2 separate regions of the Sus scrofa genome follow, and region 1 is linked to region 2. A link is a contact called in public promoter capture Hi-C data. All regions are on one chromosome and are shown on one strand. Each heading gives the region's core, a stretch centred on a gene start, on an enhancer-like site or on the middle of the called end of the contact. The rest is flanking DNA. Distances are from core to core; before and after follow the strand shown. Region 1 holds the start of SORD (sorbitol dehydrogenase). Region 2 holds the start of SPATA5L1 (spermatogenesis associated 5 like 1).

Region 1 (2,700 bases), core at 44-2,543, 370 kb before region 2:
AAAGAAATGCTGGGAAACTGTGAGGAAACCCCATAAGGCAAAGAGGGGAAGCTGAGTTTTAAATTTAGGTGCATGAGTAAAGGCAGGCAACCCCTAGTTAGTCACCTCTCCAAAGCCTGCTCAGAAGCTGAGTGCAAGAGCAGCCTGGGGAACTAGCCAAGCACAGCCAGACCTTGTGGGAGGTATCTCAAAGCAAAGAACACTACTGACTCTGTGAGTCCACCGCAAAATCCATCCCATTGTTTTGTTATACCTTGTAATACCACCCCCTCCTTCCCCTTTTGTCATTATTGGCATTCCAGAGCTTGATTCATGTCATCATCAATTTTTTTTCTTTTATTTTGAATTTAAGAAATGAGGCCTTAGCCTCAGTGGGCTTCCAATGGTTTTGTGGAAGAGATAATCACTAGTGAAAGTACAGGCTGTGTCCCTTATGTGGGGCATACAATAAGTACCACACTGAGACATCTTCAGGGGGAGAGATGCTGGGAAAAGTCTCCTGGTAGAGGTAAGAGGATCTGGTGGAGTGTCTGGGGAAGGGGTAGAGGCTGTAGATAATGAAATCCCTACACTGTCTTCAAAATCCTTAAAGAAGGGAGGGGCCTTTATAGACATGCTTTTCAAGAGGGCAGTTCTCTCCCCTTTAGAGTAAAACTTCAAAACTTTGCTGTTTCTTGAAGGGGAGAGAGACTTGAAGGAAGAATTTGGACAGAAATCCTGCTTGTAATATTAGAAGCAGAGCTGGTTAAGAGAAAGAGGCTCACATATTTCATTTCACAGCTTCTTTGCACTGATGCATCGGGCCCATGGAATGATGCACAAATTCATTCATTCACTTCTTCTGGTGCTAGGCACTTTGCTGGATGCTGGGGACACCAGGCTAGTTGCACGCTCTGTCAGTGCAACACCTCTTCCCCAGTTGTAGATGTGCCCTACCTGCAGCCTAAGCATTCTTAATGCTAATAATACAGACCCTCAGGCCTCAGCTTAGACTAGATTTACTATATCAAAATTTCAGTGCTTGTCTTGAGAAACTGCCCCATACTGCCTACCCCCCCCCCCCCCTTCTGCAGCTGAAGTTTGAGAACACTCGTCTGTGGAGCTGTTACCTCCGCAGGTTACTTTCAGGGCAGATTTGTCTGCTTGGAGGTGAGGCAAACAGTGTGCTGCCAACGGAGCTAGGTTAAGTCGGTCTTTGCTGCCCCTCCCTTCCCTTCCCTACCCCCTCCCCACCCCACAGGCTGATCCTGGGAGGGAGCAGAGCAGCCCCGCCCCTCCACGCTAGCCCCGCCTCGGCTGTCGGGGACTAGGAAGCCCCGCCCCTCGCTGGCCGCGAGCTCTTAGTCAAATCCCGGCCTCTGGCCCCTCACCCCTAACCCGAGACCGGGCTGCCAACCGATTCACCTCGCGACCTGCGGACCGCAACCTCGACCTGAGAAAGAAAGAGCGACATGGCGGCGGCCAAGCCCGAGAACCTCTCCCTGGTGGTGCACGGACCTGGAGACCTGCGCCTGGTAAAACTGGAATGGGAGTGGAGAATCTAGCCTGCCCCTGTCTTACTCGCCTGCAAGCCAAAACGCGGTCTCAGGTCATCAGTTCCAGCGTGGTGCGGGCCCCATTCTGCACGCCCTGGACGACCAGATCCGAGCTGGTTACCATGTTGGGGGGAGGGGGAGGGTTGGCGGTGGCCGAGGGTTCCACGGTGCTAAGAGCAGGGTTTTTGTCGCGTGCTTCCTGGAAACTAGCCACGTGGCCAGAGCCCGGACAGTTGCAAAATGATTGAAGCCTCCTCTCTCTTTTGCCAGCTGCAGATTCATAGTACAAGCCTCTTGTCGTTGCGCTTTGCAGGAGAGGCTGCCTGACTTAGGACATGCTGTGAATTTCTCCACTGGGCAGACAGTGCAGGAAAGAAAGGGAAGCCAGAGAGACACTTAAAAGCTGTGGAACTTGTATTTAATCTCTCTTGCTTGGGGCTGATAAAGCCTCCTTTGTAGGATTATCGTGATCAGCAGAGTACCCAGCACTTAATAGATACTCAGAAGTGCCAGCTCCTGGGAGTGTTTTTGTGTTAATGATCCAGACAGTGTCACTGCAGCGGCCGGTCTGGTTCAGTCCCTGGCCCAGGGATTTAAACAAGTCCTGGGTATGGCCAGAAAAAAAAAAAGAAGAAGAAGAAGTGCCAGCTCCTTCCTCTTTTCCTGCTAGCAAAGGCGTCCATCTCCAGGACTCTTGGTGTTCCCTATACCTGTGCCATCTCCACCACTCTACTACTTTATTCCTTACTTCCCTGAGTCCATGTCTAGTTCACCTTGCAGCCATTTTCCTTCCTGATCCTGCTCCCCTCTCCCTTTAAGAGCATTATGTATGTGTCTGCTCCACCCTGGACTCTGCCTCTGCTCCCTGGCTCCTGAGGCCAAAGTTTGGGAGCTGAAGAATCAGCTCTGTGGTTGTGCCAGGGCTCTCTTGACAAATCCATCTCAGATGGGCCTGGGTAGTATTATGTGGGATGGTTGCTAGCCATATCTGCTATTCCCTAGCACTTCCTCCCCCTTCTAGATTGGAGAGACTCAGAAAATTATCCAGATTAGCAGTTCTTGATTACTTGAGAATCTGTAGTCTCTCTCCCCATAGATGCAAACAGATTGAGTTAGGCAGTAATTTCAGAATTTATGAACTTCCTTTAAGCCCCTTCTCCAAAGA
Region 2 (2,700 bases), core at 10-2,509:
GTTACAGTGAAAGTGGGGAAATGGAGGTAGAAAGATGTGAATAGGGTAAAAACAAGGCATATTATCTTGGCTTTGTTATCCATAGCCTTAATTGCTAGGCCACCAGGGAATTTCTATTTAGCCGTGTGTGTGTGTGTGTGTGTGTGTGTGTGTGTGTGTGTGTGTGTGTGTGTGTTTAGGGCCTTATCTGGAGCATATGGAAGTTCCCAGGCTAGGAGTTGAATTGGAGTGGTAGCCAAGGCCCAGCCTCAGCCACAGCAACCCAAATTCCAGCAGTATCAGCAGATTCTTAACCCACTGAGTGAAGCCAGGGATTGAACATGCATCCTTATGGATACTAGTCAGGTTCTTAACCTGCTGAGCCACAACAGGAACTCCTAGCTCTTTTTCATAAGCACAATTAAAAAAAAATAGGAGAAAAGAGTAATTCCCTGTGGGAAGGGGAGAGGAAATGTGGAAAGAGGTTAGGTGGGAGGTCTTAATAATGTAAACAAGCACTGCCCCAATACAGGACTTAGTACTGCCGTACATCAGAGAGACAGTAATTACTTATCTCAGGAACACAAGTTATAACTAAGTTGTTGTCAAAGAACATTCAATGGAGAAGTCAGGAATATGAAAAAAATGTATTGGTGTGCCACAAATGCATCAGATGGCCTGGTCTTCCTTCTTTCCCGGCTCCAAGATGTTCAAAATGCTATCCTCTCTCTGGCTATGGTGGTGCTTTTCCAAAAAGGTTGGAACCCAGATTATGGAAGGTGCCAAAGTTGTATGTCTCAGCTACTCCAAGTCGCCTAAGGCATTAGCACCAGAGCACTCTAAAATACTGTGTCCCTAAGGACAGTCGGGGTTTCTTCACAAAATAGCAGTCTCTGGGCTGATATTCCAAAAGCGCAGATAGTGATGCTCCAGTCCACCAGCCAAGGAAAGAGTATGCTCTGCGGTGACTCCTCAAACCTTTAAGCCTAAAATACAGGCTTAATGACCTAGTTAAATTAGCTTACGCTGCCTTCCTGACATCCGTAAGAAAAGCCTTGCGGGTAAATCTGGATTTTATCAAATGAGACTCCACGGCAAACAAGCCGGGAAAGGCACCTCGTTATCTAACTTTCTGATTGGTCCTTTCGGTCTCCAGTCAGAAGCCCGCAACCGCGACTCCCTGGCGCTTGCGCATCACCTACTTCCGGCCGAGGAGCACGGTGTACCGGCCTTTGTCGTCCGGGGGGAATTCCTACCGCACTTTCCTGGGCGTCGGGTCTTCTCTTTTGCCATGGCTCCGGACACAGGTCCATTTGCTGAAGGGCCACTCTTAAAACTGCTACCCGTGGACCCTGGGGACCAGGGCACCCAACGCTGTCGCCTGGGCCCAGCTGCCCTCCGCTCCTTGGGCGCGCACCTGGGCTCAGTGGTGAAGATCTCCCTGCCTAATGGCGGCTCTTGCCTCTGCACCTCCTGGCCGCGGCGGGACAGAGCAGACGGCTTTGTGCAATTGGATCTGCAGTGCGCGAGCCCAGGGGCTGCTATGGGAGATCCGGGGGCCCGGGGGAGTCTCAGCCTGAGCTGCCTCCGTTTAGTGCCCTGCCCACCGCTTCGGCGCCTCGCGGTGTGGCCGGCGTTGCGGGAACGGGCAGGCGCGCCGGATTCCCCAAATCCGGCCGCGGTGCTGGAGGCGGCCCAGGAGCTGTTGAGGAACCGTCCAGTCTCTCTGGGCCACGTGGTCGCTGCTCCTCCGGGCACGCCCGGCCCGGTGGCAGCCCTGCACATCGTGAGCGGGGCGCCAAGCCCCGATCCGGCGGGCCTGGTCACCCCTCGCACCCACATCGGTCTCAGCGGAGTGCCTCCATCGGAATCGGAGCCGCCGCCCGAGGTGCCCCTCGGGGGCCTTGCGGAGGCGGCCGACTCGCTGCGGGAGCTCCTCCGCCTGCCGCTCCTCTACCCCCGCTCCTTTGCCTCCCTTGGGTTAGCAGTGCCCCGCGGTGTGCTCCTGGCTGGCCCCCCCGGAGTGGGCAAGACCCAGCTCGTGCGGGCAGTGGCCCGGGAGGCGGGCGCAGAGCTGCTGGCAGTGAGCGCTCCCGCGCTGCAGGGCGCCCGGCCGGGGGAGACCGAGGAGAACGTGCGGCGGGTCTTCCAGCGCGCCCAGGAGCTGGCCGGCCGCCGGCCCACCCTTCTCTTCTTGGATGAGGTGGACGCCCTATGTCCTCGGCGGGGCGGCCCACACCAAGCCCCCGAGAGTCGCGTGGTGGCCCAGGTGTTGACATTGCTAGACGGCATCAGTGGGGACCGCGAGGTGGTGGTTGTTGGATCGACCAACCGGCCGGACGCGCTAGACCCAGCGCTGCGCAGACCTGGAAGATTTGACAGAGAGGTAAAATAGCTTGGCCACTGGGAACATCGCTTCCATCTATTCCTGGTAGGCTGACCCGAGGCGTTTGCCGCGTAGGTTTGGACGTCGCTGAGGCTGGAGTGGAGTTCTTTGTAATGCAGAGAACCTGTTCTCTGGTCCCTAAGTGATCTTTGAGCCGAAGACAACCCCCACCCCCTCCAATCTCTCCAGTCAGAGTGTTCTGAAAAGCAAAGTGGCCATTAGGGTTTAGTTGTGCAGTTTCTGAAGATGAATGCTGTAATCAGTAATTTTGGTTTTTAAGAGAACTAGGATGGCTACAAGGATGTTAAACTCTTAACGGACTTGTAATTAGAATT

What was found. Promoter capture Hi-C pulls out the DNA fragments that hold promoters and counts their contacts.
Region 1: a contact with region 2 is called in a promoter capture Hi-C map of fetal liver, with 2.6 times the contacts expected there. The contact joins the promoter of SORD here to the promoter of SPATA5L1 in region 2. A contact is called at or near these places in 1 of 5 promoter capture datasets (fetal liver) and 1 of 2 datasets of contacts at active chromatin or transcription factors (alveolar macrophages).

The regions. Positions count from the first base shown.
Region 1 is chr1:126,699,677-126,702,376 of Sscrofa11.1, reverse strand. It overlaps SORD (sorbitol dehydrogenase), which reads left to right and starts at 1,293. Exons shown (of 9, transcript NM_001244162.1): 1 at 1,293-1,514. The coding sequence starts at 1,452.
Region 2 is chr1:126,333,752-126,336,451 of Sscrofa11.1, reverse strand. SPATA5L1 (spermatogenesis associated 5 like 1) reads left to right here and starts at 1,259. Exons shown (of 8, transcript NM_001177911.1): 1 at 1,259-2,365. The coding sequence starts at 1,271.